2 separate regions of the Mus musculus genome follow, and region 1 is linked to region 2. A link is a contact called in public Micro-C data. All regions are on one chromosome and are shown on one strand. The core of a region is the stretch at or near the end of the contact, and the rest is flanking DNA. Distances in the headings are between cores, read along the strand shown.

Region 1 (6,483 bases), core at 3,654-6,153, 230 kb after region 2:
GGCTGTTTAGAGAATAGGTAAGATCTCTCAGTCAATAACACAAACCAAGTCTTCCCCAGAGTGCCCCCCCCAGGCTTAAAATGGGGCGGAGGGCGCACGATTGCTGGCCGCTGGGGTCTACATTTTGTATTTCGCTGACAGACCTAAGCCCGCCGCGCAGCCAATGGGCAGCGGTGATTTATGGAGCTGACTAATGCTGACTGAATGCGGCCTGTCAGAGCTCTGTGAATGGCTTCCCTTCGCTGCACAAGCCCCGGCTTTGTGTTGCTAAGCGATTAGAGCAGATGTAATGAGATTTTGCCCATTCCTAGCTTAGGCAAAATTGTGTGTGTGTGTGTGTGTGTGTGTGTGTGTGTGTGTGTGTGTGTGTGTGTGTGTGTTTTGTGAATTTTTGGAGTTTGCCTTCACATTGTGGCAAACAATCCACTAACTTTACCCAGAGTTTAACTGAGTCTTGATATTTCCCATTCAGAAACGGGTAAAAGAACACCTGTCCTTACAGGCAAAAGAAGAAGGAGGAGAAAAAAATCCCTTTTGTAGGGGTTGAAACATTATCCTAATGTTATATTCATAGCCATAAATGACTTGCAACACTTTCTTTGCATACCTTAGGCAGCTAAATCAAACGGAACAGGAACGGGAACAGGGGCAGGGGGGGGGGGTGGGGGCGCCTAGCTCTGGTCTTTCAAATAAGATAAAAAACAAAAGCCACTACTACAGAAGCCCTGCTTCCCCCAAGTAAGCTCTAAATTGGCCCACTGCTGGCAGAAAGTCCGATTATTTATGGCGATGGGGAATTTACTGATTTTTTCCCCTTAATTACGCCCATCTTTATGAAAAGGACTGAAGCCTCCATGTGCATTCTATAGAGGGTCATTTAGCAAAATGACATCAGACGCCATGGCATGCTGCACGCATAGCGGCTTTTTTCTTAAAGGTTATTCTGTGCCACTAAATGGTATAGATATACCAACACAGACTAGATTTTTAACTCTGGAAGACGTGCCTGCTCCTGGCTCTTTGTTGGGTTTTGTAAGATGCATTTTGCGCCTGGCTTTCCGCTTGGCTGGAGACACGCAAACTGAATCTACAAGTGATGCAGGCAGCGAGCAAGGAGCCTGCGAGAGGCAGAGTAGGATTCTAATCACGTCCTTCCTAACTGACAAGAAGCAAGCCAGCCAAAAAACCCACCAATTTCTTTTTGAATCTTGGTAATTGGGTACTTTTACACGCTGCTCACGCTATTGGGATGGAGTCACCGGCTTAGATAGGCCAGTGTCTCAAAGCGACCACACATTTGTACTACATTTACATATTAAAGTCTAATTCCTTCTGCAAGGAATTTGTATCCTATGCACCTTTTGCTTTAAATTGGGATGGAAAGTGTGTGGTGTGTGTGTGTGTGTGTGTGTGTGTGTGTGTATATATATATATATATATATATATATATATATATATAGAGAGAGAGAGAGAGAGAGAGAGAGAGAGAGAGAGAGTGAGAGAGAGAGAGAGAGAGAGAGAGAGAGAAAGTAAGTGCTTGGAACCCCATCCCTGAAGTTTGTTTGTAGAGAGGGAGACATAATCCAAGCAACAGCTTTCAGCACCTTCCAGGGACCCAGGCTTAGACTAACTCAGATCTCCTAGCATTCGGTTCCCATCTCCTTACAAATATATCCTCAAATGAGCTGAGTGGAAATGAGATGAAAAGCATCTCTTCCCAGGCTACTGTTTGGAGATTTGTTAAAAATGCATAGTGTATGGTGAGATGATGTAGCCACATATTACCATGTATTTCCCTAGGAGCTGTGGACATGTATGGGGAATGGAAGAGAAGGGCCCCCTCCCACCCCCCACTTGCTCCCACAATCCTCGTAAAGATACTGCAGCAGTAGGACCAGCTGAAGCACTTATCTCTCTCAGTTCTGCCACTGTACACCCTTGGCACCACCCTCCCCTTTGGGTATTTTGATAGCTTAGCCAGCAGCAGCAGCAGCAGCAGCAGCAGCAGCAGCAGCAACAACAACAACAACAACAGAGCCAAAGAAGACATAGAGGCAGCTGATCATTCTCTCTCTCTCTTCTTTTTATATAAAAAAGGAAAAAGTTTTATTACAAAACTAGTTTGTATAAAACAGGGTTATACACTTTTTTTTGTAAGTTTGTAATAAAACAGTAAGGGGTGGGTGTGAGGGGGAAGGCAATGGTAGAAACTTCCAAAAGGCAACCTATGGGAACCAACGGGCTGCCACTTTGCGTTTGGACAGTAGCTGCATAAACTTTTGTTCTTCTTGAACAGTTTTTTTTAATAACATCATTAATACATTAACCACGTTTCTGTGAAGTAAGACACATTGGTGCTGAAGTCATTCTGGTGGCATTTAGATCTCACCTATGAGGAGAGTTCTTTCCAAAACCACACTGGGGATGGGGGTGGGGATGGCAGTTGTAAGATGAACTACATATCTAAAGTACGCAGAGGTAATCTCATTACATGTTAAAGTATCAAGATATACACATTTTTAAACCATTTGTACAAAACTTCTATAAATTTTTTCTCTCTCTTTTTCTTATGTACAAAAATATCTTAATATATCCCCAAACTGGTTAGGATAGATACAAATAGATTTTTTTCTTATAATAAAAAAATTCACAAAGATTGGAAGCATTCTATGAAGAAAACAGAAGCAAAGACCGTGGGAGGGCGATGTGGGGTTTGGGGAGGAGGCCACCAGGAGAGGGAAAGGCTGTCCGAGAACTGACGTTGCTTCAATGGAGGCAAATGTCCATAGATCGCTGGAATGGGGGTGACTGAGGAAAGACATCAACCCAGTTTCAGGGGGCTAAGACAGCTCTGACAGAGAGTGGGAGGTGAAGGCACTTGCACATGCGCGCTTCCAGCCCTGCCTGTTAGTGGTTGGGAGTTAATATAGTGTCTGTCTGTGTGTGTGTGTGTGTGTGTGACGCTCTTGCTCCAGGAAAGGAACCCATCTGTGATTCGGGCTTAGGTTCAGACACCAGTCACTCTTCTCGTGTCTGGAAATGATGTTGGAATGCAGAGACACTGTTGGAGCCCACCCCTGTTTGCTGAGAACATTGCATCTTAGTGAAGGTGCCCCTGTAGGTTGGCTGTCTGGTTTGTTTGTTTCATTTCTTCTTCTTTTTTCCCCTTGTTTTTCTGCCTCCCCATTTGACGTCGTTGGCGAGAAACACTAAAGATGCAGGATCTGCTGCCATCCTGTAACAGAAACAAGAGAGGTTAGTGTGAACTTGAAGGGGTGTGGTAGAAGCTATTCAGGCTTGGAGAATCTGTCAGGTAAAACATCTCTTTGGACAAAGTCCCAGGACTCAATACGCAGGGTCTCTATGCCTCACCTCGACCTTCTGCTCTTGGAAACTTGGGCAAAGCCACTCTCAGGGGCCAAGACTGAAGTTAACACACTAGCACTTGAGATGGACAAACTAACAACATAGTAACCTCCTCTCACCCCTGGGTTCCTGGAGACAGCCCCTACCTTCCGTGAACTCCCCCCTCCACACCGAAAAAGAAAAAGGGACCTAGTCAAGAAAGGCTCTGCCCATCCCCACATGAAGCGTACCTGCTTCCAAAGTCCATTCCCAGGAGAGCCTGGCAGGTCCTCAGAACCAGTTGGTAAAGTCCAGCAGCTCTTGTTCCTCTGGGCTAAGAGGGTCGTAGGATCCCTCGTCGGAGGAGTAGGACGAGACCGGAGAACCCGCCATAGAGTTCAAGTCGTTGGAGTAGTTGGGGGAGATGGTGGGCGACAGGACGCCCGCCTGAAAGGCAGCGCTCACCGCGTCGTGCTCGTCCAGCAGCTGCTGCAGCGCGCGGATGTACTCGACCGCCGAGCGCAGCGTCTCCACCTTGCTCATCTTCTTGTTGGCCGCGCCGTTGGGGACATGCTCCCGGAGGGTGGCAAAACCCAGGTTGACCAACTTGACCCGGTTGCGCTCGCGCTCGTTGCGGCGCGCCACGGCGGCCGGCTGCTGCTGTGGCAGGCTGTAGCCGAAGCCGCTGAAGTTGAGCCGGCGTTTGCAGCGCATCAGTTCCGGAGAGGACGAGCGCTGGCGCTTGACCTGCTTGGCCGCTGACTTGTGACCGCCCCCTGAGGGCTGGCTGTCGGCCACCGGGCTCAGCTGCGGCGCCTGCTGCGGCGGCGCCTGCGGCTGTTGCTGCTGCGCGCTCTGAGCTGCCGCGGCCGCCGCCGCTGCCGCCGCCGCCGCGGTCGCAAAGAAGCAGGCTGCGGGAGGCAGGAAGGGCTGCGGGGGCTGCGGCTGCTGGCCGGCTCCACTCTCCATCTTGCCAGAGCTCTCCATGCCGGGCCAAACTGTCGCGGGGGAGAACGAGTTGGGGACGCAGGGTGCGCAGAGCCCTTGAAGGAAGCGGGGCTGCGAAGCACGATCAAAGGGGGACGAAGAAAAAGGAGAGGGGAGAAACGAGCCCCGGAGGAAAGTTAAAGGGGAAGAAACGCGCAGAAGGAGGCAGAGTTGTCAGGCTGCAGCGGAGGAAGGTGCCTGGGCGATCGTCTTCCCTCTGCGCCGCCTCCTCCCTCCCCTCCTCCCGCCGCGGTTGGCTTCGGGAGCCTCGCGTGGCGCTCGCGTGTGCGGCCGCCGCCGGCGCCTTCTCGGTTTTAAAAGAGGAAAGGGAAAAGGAAAGCAGCCGCAAAAGTCAGTGCCGAGCGCACTCTGCCAGGTGGAGCTGCTCCGGGGCTGCGCTTTCTTGCGCCCGCTCTCCCTTGCTCCAGCCTGGGCTTGAGCCTGCTTCTGGGATTATTTGGTTGAACCCCCTTTCTTTCTAATTGCTCTCTCGTTCCCCCCAATTCGCCCTCCCTAACCGGCTCCCAGCCGGTACGCCTTCCACGTTCCCTGGCCAGAAGTGAGAGACTGCTGGGCGGCTGCGGTGCGGCCGCCTTTTCAATGGGACACCCAGCCCCACGCGCAGCCCTGGCCCCGCCTCGCCCCCCACTCCCCGCTGCTGCAGCGAGCGGCTGCAGCCCCCACTACCCCTCCTCTTCCCCCACCTCCTCAGCTCCCTCCCTCTCGCCCCCCCCCCCTCCAGTTGCCCGCGCCCGCTCCTTGCAAACTCTCCATTCAGCCTGGTTTGTTGTTGCAGTGCGTGCGCCCGGCGCGTGCCGGACTCCCGGCTGAATAAACAGGCCGCGCGCTCGGGGCGGTGGCTCCGGGAGCCAGGGGGTGGCTCTAGAAATGGGGGCCTTTTTAAAAAAGGGGGGGGGCAAATAACTCCTGGACTTGGGGTGCCTAGGTGGAAAGTCTGGAGGGAAAAGTGTCTTTGGAGTCTCCTGAGAACTTGGAAGAAAATTCAGGGAAGGGTTTAGGCAGAAAAAGTGGCAAAGGGAACTCTTGGAAGTGGAGGGCTGGGCTTCTGCTTCCCCCCTTTCTTCTCTCCGCAGTAACTCCGGAGGATTCTTTGTGACCCTAAAAAATAAAATGTTTGCCATTAGGTTTAGGAAGGTAGGAGGGGAGAGCGTTTGCACACTAGTGGTCTCTCTGTATGAGAACTTGAGTCCTCTCACTAGCTTTGTGGTCTCAGTAAGTTCTACCCTGTCTGAGCAGCCTTTCCCTCTGCAGCCATATGGGGTTGCCACTGCTGTTCCATTCAGCTTCAAGGATTGGATGTGCTGGGCACAACTCGCTAAGGGTGGGAAGGATAGGGAGTCATGAACAGGATAGGTTGACAGTTCCCTAAGAAGCTGAGGCAGGAGAATAAGTTGGAGGCTAGCTTTTGTGAGACACAGTGGTGTGGGGAAGTGTATGCAGGAAGGCACTCAGGGTTATCTGTTTCTGGCCCTCTATAACAGCCGCCACTCCTCTGAAAGATGCTTGCTAGACGCTATGGGAAAGGAGGGCATTCTGGGATATTTCAGATCTTCTGGAGAAAGAAGCTGTGGGCTGTGTGGAATAAAGAGTGACTGGATTTGAGCTAACTGAAAGTCTTCCCTCCTTGTCCCTCCCTGTCTCAGGCGCCTTGGAGGCCTTGGCGCAGCCTCTATCCCGCCCCAGGCGTGTGCCTGGCGGACCGGTGGCAGGCGACTGGGAGCGGAGCCCGCTGAGGCCGTGTGCTGGCACCGCGAGAGAAGGGGAGGTGCCTGCAGCGGTCACCGGGCTGCTGGGACAGTGCCTGCCCAGGCGCATTCCCGGGCCCTCAGGCTGGCACTCTGTCCGAACCCAGTCCAGCTTAGAAAAGCAAAGCACTGCAGGCAAAGGTCTCAGACTGCTCTGGTGCACCCTGGGGTAGTCTCTGGTCGGGTCTACACAGGCAGAACTAGGCGGAGGGCACTCTTCTGGTAGTTTTGTCCAGAAGTCACCAGGTCTGATCAAGGACTGGAGTTCAGTAATGATTATGGTGAAGTACTAGGATAATGGCTTCTAGTTATTTTATCGTCGTTATTATTATTTTAATCATGATCGGAGCCATTTTTAAGTGTCTCATTGCATAGCCTAAGCTGG
Region 2 (6,572 bases), core at 1,111-3,610:
CATGTGTGCATCAGTCCTGTTGTGTCTAGATAACACAATTTCCTTGAATTCCTCCATCACCTCTGGCTCTTTCAATCTTTCTGCTTCTTTTTTTTGCATAGATCCCTAGATCTGTAGGGGGCGAGGGGGGAGTTTAGGGACTACATCCCATTTAGACAGAGTGCTCCAAGGTCTATTACTCTCTGCACTTGTCCAGTTGTGGATCTCTGTGTTAATTCCCATCTACAGCAAGACAAAGCTTCTTGGGTGAGAGTTGAGAAGCACACTGAATGCTGACATAGCAATGCATCTCATTTTATTGGTATATTCCTTTAGCAGATTAATAGGAAGAGGTTTCCCCTGGCATTATGACCTATCTAGTCTCAGATTCTCAGTTCCTTTAGTGGTATTAAGTATGGGTTACATCTCATGTTATCCAACAAAAAAATAGTTGGCTATTCCCATAACATTTGTGCCAGTATTTAACTAGCATATCTTTCAGGCAGGTCCCAGTTGTAGGTAACAGGGTTTCTATATGGGAAACACTGTTGATTACTTATCTCCTGTAGTAGCATGCAGAGTACTTTCTGGTGCCCTGGGTGTTGTCATTAGGGGTTAGGCACCAGCTCTACTTCTCTATGTTTGATGACATGAGTATATGCCATCTTCATCAACAGAGCCTTACTACCTTGTTGTGGAAAATAACCAGTAGCCTTATCAATAGCCTGTGGTGTTTGGGTAGGGACTATGGGACCTCTAATGGTCAGCACTAAATAAGCTTTAACCTATTCTTGGCAATGGAGGTTTTACTTGGTGGTATATGATGCTGAGCTGAGGCTTTGTTGTTATTGATGTTGTTTTCCTGATGCTCCTTTTGCCTTTCTCTCTAGCCTATCTCCATTCCTCTGTGACTCCTGATGAATTGAGGGATCATTCTCTACCAGGGACCCACAGTGGCCACACCAGGCTGAGACTCAGGCAGCCCACCATCCTGTCCGTCATTCCGGTCTCTCCAGACTTAAGTCTTATTGTGGCTTAGTAAGTATTTACTGAGTGAAGGGACATGGGTGTTATGATATTTGGTATGCAAACTGTAGGTGACTCATAGAATAATTTACTGGGTCTTTTCTAGGTTTTATGGATTACAGGAATATAAACAAGGAATCATGCCTGCCTTCAGAACTTTTTTTTATGAGAAAGCATACATGAATTCTGGTGGTGAGAATTTATAAATACATAGGAATTTTAGTAACTGACCTTAAGTTATAATTATCTTATAAATATAATGTAAATGTAAATATCTCATAGACAATCTGTGAACCCAGCTGAGTGAGCACAAAAAGGGAGCAAAGGAAAATCTAAAGACTTGTATAAATACACCTAAGAATGTATTTATACGTAGGAGGGAAGTACTACATGTATCAGAACTACAAAATATCAAGATAAGGAAATAAGAAGAAATCCTATTCTATTTTCAGGATAACTATTCTTAATTTTGTTAAGGTGATAGATAGTCCAGGGATCCATTAAGAAGGACACAACCAGAATGTGATATTCCTACTAAGATGAAAAATATGCCTTTAAAATATGACCTAAGATAGCAAACCACAGATTTCTGATTATTAGGCATGGCTTAGGAACAAGTTAAGCAAAAGCAGATAAGGCTCATGGATGCTCTGTTTAATTCCAGCTTCATACATTGCCAAAGCTCCAAAGATCTCTCATTCAATGAGGCTCACATGCTGTTCAGCAAATTAATCTTTTGAATATTTTAATCTGGCTTCTTTTGGTTTATTCTTCTTGTTGTCGATTTTTAATTTGCAAGGTCACTTTGTACTTTTTGCCAGTGCTCAGCATATCCTAATTTTCCCAAGGAACACTTGAGTACAAAACCATTACTTAAGATCCAGTCTTAATGCCCTTGACTTAGGAGGCTCCCTGGCAAGCCAAGGCCGCAGAACTAAGAGACAAAGCTGCTGTATCTGGTTGCCTGGGCTAGCCGACTTGCCTTGCATATGTGAAGATATTAAGTTCCTGGCCAGTTAATTAAAAAGAGCTTCTTCGTGTGTCAACAATGTGAAGCCAAGTCCATACCCAGGGCTCTGCTACTCCTGTTTCAGGAAACAGCGCTCTCCAGGTTTCACACACACTTTTCAAATCAGTTCCTTTTCTGAAAGTGACTACTTGTCACCTGTACACTTCTGGCTAATAAAATCATTTTTACCCAAAACATAATGTTGATTTCATCCAAAAGGCTATTTTCAAAGACACATGCCTGGTTGCTATTCATAAATGCACTTTGTTGTCTTTACTCTGGTGTGAAGGCTGGCAAGGTGTCAGTTCAGGGCAAGAGAAACATTTCCTAGGGACCTAGTAAGAGCAGTAAGTAACAGGGCCAGTTTAAGTCTCTGATACACATAGATCCACTTTAGCATCTCATCTCCATAGGCTCAAAATCTCACCATTAAACCAGGATGGAAGTTGCAACTGCCTAGTTAATTGTGTTTAGATTTTGCTACTACAAATTATATGGTCCAGAATCGAAGGACACTCTCCATCAGCCATTATTCTTAATCATTATTTATTATTATTAATTTATTCTGTTTTGAAGAGGAGGGCTATCTGTGAATGTCTGTGGTGCTTTTGTTTCCGTTGTTGTATTCTGCTCTTAATAGAAAACAGACATCTCTCACAATGAGCTGTTGCCAAAAAGAACTCTACAATTGACATTTCCTACCTGCTTTGACATTTCCCACTCTGTCATGATATATAGCCAAAGAATAGCCTGTATACATATTGAACACCCCAATTTTATGTTATTTTTTGTGTATGAAGGCAAAGCCACAGGCTGACCCTTTGAGAGTAGCTCTTATTATAATTCAATCTCAGCTCAAAATCTGGGAACAAGGAAACCTGAGTGCCCCCCATCCCCAGTACTGATTTCAGCCTCTAAAACAAAATTCTGGGATATAATTTTAACTTAGAGTTCAGATGTTCAGGTGTGTTTCCTTGTTTCCTGATTCTGTGCACTCATTGGCTGATCTATTTACCTGCTCTTGTTCCAGGGTCACAATGTTAATTAGTACACATTTCTAACGGGTCTTGTATGGTGAGGATGTTGCTTAGCTCAAAATAAAATTTCCTGATCTGTTGATCTCTTATGTAAATTTCGGGATCAGCTTATTGGTGGGGTGTGAATTGAAGTTATATAGAACTTGCAGGTTAGTTGAGGAGAACTAAGTTGGAGTTTAGCCTAGGCTTCATGTGGAGATCCTGTTTCAGACTAAAAAGATGGAGTTGCTTGTGCCAGCCCTTCCAAAAATAACTCTAAGCCAGGAGATTATGGAGAAAGGGTTCTTAAGCATGCTAACCTGACACCAACTGAACATGGTCTAACCCTGAATCCCACTTGTTTTGTGTTTGTGGTGTTTGTTTCAGACACAGGCACGTTGCCACAAAGCTGGGTGCTAAAGAAAAGTTTAAGTTACCGGAGAAGGTAGCTGGCATGCTGGGCACGAATGGGAGTATTCAAGGGACGCTTGTTCCTATTTCTTTGGCTATCAGATTGGAAATCTTTGGTTGAAAGAAGCTAAGACTAAAACCTTCGGGGGCAACCAGAGGAGGGCAGTATAGCCAGAGGAGGAATCTACAGCCAGAGGAGAAATCTATAGCTAGAGAAGGTAGCTACAAGCAGATAGAGTCCTTGTCTCCTGGAAAAATATTTACAAGTTGTCAGGCAACCTTGCAAAAGAGACTCAGATCTTAGCTCTCTAGTTAAACCTTACTCTCATATGAGGACCCAAAGGACAGACTTTGGGGGTTTCCCTTCTTCTGTGTCCATCTTTCTAATATGGACACATTAAATAAATGATCCTTTCCTGCTTTTCACTCTTTAAAGAAATATCTTGGTTCTTTGATCTATTTTTTAACTTTCACTGTTTGTGGGAATCTCATGAAGACACGCAATGTTTTGATCAAGGCCACCCCTATTCCCTTCCCCCTGACTCTTCTCCTATCACTCACCTCCAACTTTAATCTCTATCAATTTCATGTGTCCTTTAAAAATGATCACTGAGTCTACATAGTGCTGTCAGTATATGCTTGTGTGTTAGGACACCCACTGGAGGGTGTAGCCTCCCAAGGAATGCACCCCTTGTGACAACAGACTCTCCTTATCCAAACAGTCCTCAGTTACCAACAGCAACTCATCCTGTGGGGAATACATCACGTCCACATTCACGTCCCATGCTGGCACTTTGTGTGGCTTGATATTGTGTATGTCTTGTGTCCTTTTAGAACCGCTGGAAATTCATATGTGTAACTGCCTTCCTGTGACCAGAAAATACAGATTTTCTGTAGTCTTCCATTCCTTCTACTCTTCTGAGATGACCCCAGAACCCTGGGAGCAGATGTAGTAGAAATAGCTCAATATAGAGATGTCCTTTATTCTCTATACTGCCAATGTTTTACACGGGCAGCTTATATTTATTCTACACATCTAGTACATCTTGATGCTGTTTTTTGGATTTTTAATTTTTTTCTCTCATACAGATTACTCTTTCCCTTCCCTCCCTGAGTGACCCCCCCGCCGACACACACACACCTAGGCATTCTCCCAGATCTACTACACCTCTGTTTACTTTCAGAAAAGAGCAGACCTCCCAAGGATATTTTGATGCCATTTTAAAAGATATTTTGGGCATCTAAAAGGAATCATACATATGGTTTACATGGAAATTAAAACTATAAAACTATATTCCCTCAAAACCTCCAGTAGCACCATGCTATTCCAGAATAAAACTGAACAGTATCACTTAGATACTTAGAAGAAAGTCTGAGCTAAGGATTTTACCTACACTAAAACTGACTTTATGGATTATAAGAACACCTAAAATATTATCAGCATTAAGGACCCATGCAATACTGTTGTAGTGAGACCCTCCTGCAGGGAATACATTTTGGAAAAGCAAAGTGAGTAAAGGAGTAAGGCTAATTCAGAGGGAGGATGGGTAGAGGGGGGCAAGTGTATGTAACAGATGAAGGTTCTGATCACACTGACACAGCAAGCTGAATGGGAAGAGGTATGGCATGTATAAAAAATCTGAAGCAAGCTATGCATGTGTGAATGCATGACTATTCTGTATAAAATCATAGTTAAGTCAAAGGGTCTTCATCATCAAGTCAACATTGTACCAGTGCTCCCAGCCAGCACAATTATGTATAGAATACACACACACACACACACACACACACACACTATATATATATATATATACACACATACACACACACACACACACACACTATATATATATATATACACATACACACACACACACACACACACATATATATATATATGTATATATATATATACATATATATATATACATATATAACTAAGATATATATATATATCTTAGTCGGGGTTTCTATTCCTGCACAAATATCATTACCAAGAAGCAGATGGGGAGGAAAGGGTTTATTCAGCTTATACTTTCCACATTGCTGTTGATCACCAAAGGATGCAGGACTGGAACTCAAGCATGTTAGGAAGCAGGAGCTGATGCAGAGGCCATGGAGGGATGTGACTTACTGGTTTGCTTCCCCTGGCTTGCTCAGCCTGCTCTCTTATAGAACCAAGACTACCAGCCCAAAGATGGCACCACCCACAAGGGGACGTTCCCCCCATTATCACTAATTGAGAAAATGCCTTACAGCTGGATCTCGTGGAGGCATTTCTCCAACTGAAGCTCCTTTTTCTGTAATAACTCCAGGCTGTGTCAAGTTGACACAAATCTAGCCGGTACTATGTGTATGTGTGTATATATATATACACACATACTATATACATATATATGATATACACACATATATACTATATACATATATACACACACACATACATACACACACATGCATATATGTATACATATATATGTGTGTATATGTATATATATGAACATGCTTACACACATTATATATGTACACATATATTTATTTATATTATATATACATATAATACACACATATACACATATGCATACACATATACACACATGTGTGTGTATATATACATATGCATATATGCACATATATATGATGGTCTAAAATACAAAAGACCTAGAAATGCTGCAAGCTATTTAAATGAACTAAGTTTGCAAAAGGCTATAGGTAGTATAAAGTAAGTGGCCAGACACAACCTGTTTCCAACAATAAAAAGTGCTCTTTTTAACTCTACGTATTTTTTTTTCAAATGTGTGTAAGATTTTCTTTCGCTCATGGGTTTCAGTGCATAGTTAGCTGGAAGGTGAAGTGCTTGCCAGAGAAGTCTGCTTTCTTCCAGGTGGACAGGAAACAAAACTAGAGAAATAGGCCAAGAACAGGCACAGCCTTAGTGAGAAACTTCTGCTACCTGGCCTCCACCTTTGAGTGTCTTACATTTTCCAATAATATCATCAAACAGTGAGTCCATCAATTAACCCAGTGACCAGTTTTGAGCTCTCATAATTCAATCACGTCTACTAGCCCTGCCCTTTCCCCAGCATCACATCTGGAGTGAAGTCCCCGACACACGAGACCTTAGGGTCATT

What was found. Hi-C and Micro-C count contacts between places; a contact is called where the count stands out from the background.
Region 1: a Micro-C map of the AtT-20 cell line shows a contact between it and region 2, with 6 times the contacts expected there. The contact joins the promoter of Ascl1 here to the enhancer-like site in region 2. A contact is called at or near these places in 1 of 39 promoter capture datasets (embryonic stem cells), 14 of 484 Hi-C or Micro-C datasets (the AtT-20 cell line, cerebral cortex, cortical neurons and 5 more), 10 of 115 datasets of contacts at active chromatin or transcription factors (astrocytes, embryonic forebrain, embryonic hindbrain and 6 more) and 2 of 9 other capture datasets (embryonic stem cells and pancreatic islet).

What each region holds. Positions count from the first base shown.
Region 1 is chr10:87,488,757-87,495,239 of GRCm38.p6, forward strand. Ascl1 (achaete-scute family bHLH transcription factor 1) reads right to left here and starts at 4,904. Exons shown (of 2, transcript NM_008553.5): 1 at 3,597-4,904; 2 at 2,063-3,235. The coding sequence starts at 4,332. The coding sequence ends at 3,637.
Region 2 is chr10:87,264,246-87,270,817 of GRCm38.p6, forward strand. 4930555G07Rik (RIKEN cDNA 4930555G07 gene) reads left to right here. Exons shown (of 3, transcript NR_165498.1): 2 at 870-1,017. Among named protein-coding and RNA genes, the nearest start is that of 4930555G07Rik, 37 kb to the left of the region's middle. Within about 2 kb of position 2,361, at least 2 of the 459 cell types and tissues checked have an H3K27ac peak or open chromatin away from gene starts, as enhancers often do. A contact at or near this core is called in the AtT-20 cell line, where this site is marked.